2 separate regions of the Mus musculus genome follow, and region 2 is linked to region 1. The links are chromatin contacts, called in public promoter capture Hi-C maps. All regions are on one chromosome and are shown on one strand. Each heading gives the region's core, a stretch centred on a gene start, on an enhancer-like site or on the middle of the called end of the contact. The rest is flanking DNA. Distances are from core to core; before and after follow the strand shown.

The links. Promoter capture Hi-C pulls out the DNA fragments that hold promoters and counts their contacts.
Region 2: a promoter capture Hi-C map of embryonic stem cells shows a contact between it and region 1. The contact joins the promoter of Efhc1 here to the enhancer-like site in region 1. A contact is called at or near these places in 3 of 39 promoter capture datasets (the C10 cell line, the HPC-7 cell line and embryonic stem cells), 2 of 115 datasets of contacts at active chromatin or transcription factors (embryonic stem cells and memory CD8 T cells) and 3 of 9 other capture datasets (adipose tissue, liver and pancreatic islet).

The regions. Positions count from the first base shown.
Region 1 is chr1:20,911,419-20,914,138 of GRCm38.p6, forward strand. All of the region lies in intron 1 of Paqr8 (progestin and adipoQ receptor family member VIII), which reads left to right. Among named protein-coding and RNA genes, the nearest start is that of Gm24171, 2.8 kb to the right of the region's middle. Within about 2 kb of position 1,358, at least 63 of the 459 cell types and tissues checked have an H3K27ac peak or open chromatin away from gene starts, as enhancers often do. A contact at or near this core is called in the HPC-7 cell line, embryonic stem cells and memory CD8 T cells, where this site is marked.
Region 2 is chr1:20,950,299-20,953,018 of GRCm38.p6, forward strand. Efhc1 (EF-hand domain (C-terminal) containing 1) reads left to right here and starts at 1,328. Exons shown (of 11, transcript NM_027974.1): 1 at 1,328-1,498. The coding sequence starts at 1,436. The region is part of intron 1 of Gm51618 (a long non-coding RNA gene); the gene reads right to left.

The sequences.
Region 1 (2,720 bases), core at 108-2,607:
ACCAAAGGACTGGAAGCACGGTCCTGAGAAGATATTTATACACCACAGTCACAGCAACTTCACTCTCAATAGCCAAAAGGGTGGGATGACTCCTCTACTGACAGACAAACATGTAGACAAAGCGTGATGTACACACACAATGTTGACCCTCAAAGAAGTGTTGACACATACTACACACATGGCTGAAACCAGGGGACGTGGTGCCAAGTGAAATGTCACTTATAAGTAATACTATTCATTGAATCCCAATAAAAAGCTGAAATGTTCCTTTGGTAAGGATATAGAAAACTGGTTTTTTTTTTCCTTTTAATTTGTGTATGTGTGTCCATATCTCTGTCTCTGGAGCGTGTATGTGTACATATGGGTGTACTTGTCCTGAGAGGAGCATGCAGAGGCCCCACTTTGTGGGGGTCAGTTCTCTCCATGTGCTAAGGATTAAATTCAGGTTATTCGGTTTGGAGTCAAGTACCTTTGCCTTGACTTAATGTTCCCAGCAAACTACTTTTAAATATTGTTGGTTGAATTATAAATTGTCTCAATCATTTTTGGAAGACAGAATTGCAGTCATCGTAGTTTAAATGCATATAGTCCTAGCAATTAATCTTCCAGGATTTACTTCATAGATATATTAAAAAGTGTGCTAAGAAAAAAAAAAGAAAAAGAGATGTCACTTATAAAAAGATTTTGAGTCCGTGAATATGAAGTCCCAAAAACAGTACATAAAACAAAAAAATAGTTTCCAGGGGCCAGAGAGAAGAGAGGAGGGAGGCCTGAGCAGGAGATAATGGGCTTTGTTTTGCAGGAGAGAAAGAGTTGTGGTTTAGACAAATGAGTGTGCTTAACTACATTCTGAGAAGGGAAGAGATGGGACACTGAAATCAGCGGTGCATGTCTGTGATGTCAGGGCTTAGCAGCCCGTGTGGGAGTTTTGAGGTCATCTGGGCTAAATAATGAGACTCTGGAAGAAGAATAAGGAACAAGGTTGAGAGAAAAAGACAGAAGAGGAGGAGGAAGAGGAGAGGAGTGGGAGGGAGAGGAGAAGGGGAGGAGGAGGAGGAAGAAAAGATGAGGAGGAGGACAGGATGAAGACAAAGAGGTTAAGCTGGTAAATTTTGTGTACTTGAACACACAGAGGGAAAGTAATACATTAAGCTACAAGGAGTAAATCTGAAATGAAACGGGGCAGAGTGTGGTGCCTGGTGGAGCGCCAAGCAGCTTTAAATCAGGAGGGAGGCTGGGTTTAAATCAGGAGGGAGGCTGGGTAGCTCCTCGAGAAGCGGAGGCCTGAGGAAGGCCTGAGAGGGCTTGTTTATCTCCTGGCAGCCATGGTGATCTTAATCTAAGACTAAATCTTCCAGGGCCCGTGGGCGTGGGCGCGGGCGCGGGCGCTGTGGCAAAGAGCAGACAACGTTCAGGCAGTGTCACTGGGAGGTTGCTGAGGTTGAAGCTGGGGTTGGCCACTTTTCAGCTTGGTTAGAAAGACAATCCAGGCGCTCAGGTGGCACCTGCACTGGCTTTAATGAGATGTCACCTGAGACCACAGGTCAGGTGACTGCAATGATAAATGCTTGTGACCCTTTCTAAAGTTGAACTGGAGCCTAGAAGCAAAAAAAAAAAAAAAAAAAAAAAAAAAAACAAAACAAAAAAAAACCCCCAGAGGTGTGATTTTTCTTTGTTTCTTTCTTTTTATCTTGGTTTTTCAGGTTGTTATTGAGCCTGGGGAGGCTTGGCTTCCTGGGAGCTGAGAAAACATTCATTTTCAGTATGAATTGTAAGTCCCTCATAACCTTGGGATTTGCAAAGCTTCGTCTGACCTTCTATCACCATCTAAGTAAGGAGGGAGCTCAGATAGTCTTATTTCAGGTACTCTTTACCTGATATATCATGTGACATGGAACGAGGAGCCGCCTAGAAAACTCTGTGACCTGGTTGTGTTTTATGGTGAACTTAGGAGACCAGTGTAAATGGTATCAACTTACCACTGTTTAAGACAACACTTTGTACTTATGACGAAATTAGGAAGAGACCGGCACCCTTTCTTTGCAGTCTTCAACTGATTCCCACAACTCAGTTTTGATATCACTTTTCTAGATGTGATAAGAAAATGGTAGGCTCAGCTTGAATCTCTGCTCTGCAATCAGGAAGATTTCCGGGCCACCACATTCTGACCCTGAGGAGGTTCACACGAGGGGCGGCCAATGACTTTGCCTCTCCCACAATCCTGCTCTCTAGACAGGGGTTCTGAAACTGCACTGCAGGGATGGGGAGGGGTAGAAACAGGCTCTTTCAGCATGTGTCCTTTCCACACTATGACGGTCATAGTTGGAAAAATATATTCCACCAACCTTGAAAATGGTCCCTACTCCAGTTTTTGGTAACCAGTCTACCTAATGTTTGACTTCCTTTAGTTTATAAACAAAATTCTTTCCTCTCTTCCTCTCACCTTCAACCTGTTCCTTCCTTTCTTCCTCTCATGCCTTCCTTCCTCCCTTCCCCTTCCCTTCCCTTCCTCCTTCCCTTCTCTTCCTCTCTCTCTCTTTCTTTCTTTCTTTCTTTCTTTCTTTCTTTCTTTCTTTCTCTCTCTCTCTTTTTCTTTCTTCCTTTCTTTCTTTCTTCCTTTTACTTTTTATTGGTTCTTTATGAATGTCACATCCTGCATCCCGATCCCATTCATCTCCCCATCCCCTCCTCTTCTCTCCACCCTTTCAACCTCCCTCACA
Region 2 (2,720 bases), core at 78-2,577, 39 kb after region 1:
AGATAACTTTGGTAGCTAGAACCTTCCCAGCCCCAATTAAGCTTGTATAATATTTGAACAAAGTCACTGGAGTGAGCTAGCGGGATGCCAGCCTTTTCCAAGAAGGATGAACCCTCTTGCCCCTTCAGAAAATGAAGGCTTAGCATCTTGGTAAGCTTCTCTATTTACTTCGGCACCTACAGCCAACATCAATCAATGTGTTTATTCATTCCATCAGTTCTGCTCCTCTAGGGAACCCTGACTAATGCAGCTGCCATCTTAACTGGTGGCAGCAAATGACCCATGATACTCTCCCTCAGGCTTACTACTCTACCGTTTCTCTAAATTCCTAGGTCAGAAAACATGTTATAAAGACCAAACTCCTAGGAAATTTGAGACATAATGGAAAAAAATCTCTGGGCATCTTAGCTTCCCTTTTATTTCCCCATGCTGACAGACTCTTGGTTTCTTTCTTTTCCTGATGATCTTTCAGGAATGGGGTCACTTTTTTTTTAAAGGAAAAAAAAAAAGTTGTCCAGAAAATGCTATACTCTGCAGTACACATGACCCTGACAATATTTCACTCCCCTGAATTACTTCTTTCTCATGACTCGGTCTCTCTTTGAAGGTTCTCTCTTCCTCTGTGGTTCTTATGTATCACTGATGCTATAGCTATAAAGCAAGGACTAAGGTAGGCGTAGGCACTCTCCAGCTTTTCAGTCAACAGATACCCAGTAAAGTTCTGAGACCTCAGCACACAATCTATAGGAATCTACGGTGGAACAGATAGCTAAGAGGGGACCAGGAAGCCGTGGAAAGACTGGGGCTTCAAATCGGATCAAGTCTGAGCAACGAAAATGCAGTCGATTATAATCTAATCCACAGCCCTTGCCTCATAATTTGATGAGTCTGAAGTATTTAGCGCTTTCACTGGGGAGCAACCACTGTACATTGTGTCTGGACTAGGACAGCAGCTCTTTCCCCAGAGAAAGGGTGCCTGAGCTCTTGGGAGGACTAACGTGGAGCAAGGAACTTCTTTGTAACAACTGATCTAAAGGGACGTGGTCCAATCCCAGACCTCACTGCGCGAGCCAAGGCCTAAGAACATCCGCTTTCTTCAGCCCACCCCTAGGTTGCATCCTCTGGGAGCCAGGAAGTGGGGGCTGAGGAGAAAGGGAAAAGTATGGGAAAGAAAGGGGGCGGAGCCGCCTCTGCCACACCCATTAGCCACGTCCTGTGGCCACTAGAGTCAGTAGTGCTGTGCGCAGGCGCAGACCTGGCCTCCGCCTCCCTTTCCCCGCCCCCTAACATCCTCCCCTCCTCCCCGCCGCTCCTCCCCTCTCTCGACTAGTGTGTTTGGCGTTACCAGGGAGTCTGGAGAGGCCCGCGAGTGCAGTTTGTTGCCAGGGTAACCCGAGCGGCAAAAGGCAACCGAGGTGGCAGCTGCAGGGCAGCGATGGGGACCAACCCGGTGCACGGCCTGCCCTTTCTCCCGGGCTCGTCCTTTACAGACTCCACGGTGAGGGCCAGCCCGAAGGGTTCTCCACTTGGCTCGCCTCTGCGCTCCTTCATTCCGCAGGCTCCGTCGTCCTCGCGCATCCCAGCCTCTGCCGATTTTGCTTGGCCTCTTGGTAGTCCACTCACCCTCCTGGGTCCTCACCGTGGCCCTGTTCTTTCTTTACTGCCCCATCTACCTGCCTTCTGGCCCGATTACCCCAGGCTGTCTCCAGGCCTCTCCCCAGCTGCACTGTAACCCTACTCAGCGCCTTCATCCTCTCCTACCGTCTCTCCACAGCAGCCTCATTCTGGATTTGTCTCACCGCTTCTGAATCCTCAGGGTCACTGCCCTTCAACCCCTTTCCTCTATGTGTATGCATCTTTTCCACGTACTCCTTTCCTGACGGGTCCCCACCCCAGTCTCTGGCCTTTTGAGTTAAGGGTCACTTTTCTCTCCAGCTACAGCCTTCCCTAGAATTGAATCCCCCACCTCCCGCCGCCCCCACATGCTGGTTTTCTTGTAGTTTTTCTCTGTAAAGCATTCTTCCTCCTCTCCTTGTATTTCTTCCGTCTCAACCATAGGAATGAACCACTTAATGTTTCTCTTTCTGTAGCCCGTGTGTGTGTACTTACACACATGATTCATTTTCAGACTGTGTGTGTGTGTGGGGGGGGAGGTTGTTGTTTTATCTTGTCTGCAGCCTAGGCTGGCCTTGAACCTGAGAACCACCTGCCTCGGCCTGCAGACTGCTTGGATTAAAGACATGCCAACACACAGGGCTCCCGTTCAGATTGCATTTTACTCCTTTGCCCCAACTGTTTATAGTCATCATCTAGATGAAATTAAATATTAAATTAAATAAAGTCCAGGGTGGCGATGCACATTCGTAATCTCAGCTTTCAGGAAGCTGAGGCATACGGGTGGCCAATTTGAGTCTAGCCTGGGCTACATAGCTAGTCACTGTCTCCAAACGACAGCAGATCCAAACCAGACAGAACAGGAGCTTCGTGAAAAGGAAGTGGCTCAGAGGATAAAGCACTTGCTGCTCTCATAAGAGGAGTGGAGTTCAGATCCTTAATACCCAAGCAAGACGCTTAGCTAGACTGACCCTTACCTGATGCAGCCTACCCATGCCAACTTTGGTCTTTCATATGTATTTCCACATACATGCAAACAGGCATGTGCATATACACTCATATCCCCCCACACACACATGCTCAGAACAAACCACCCCAACAACAAC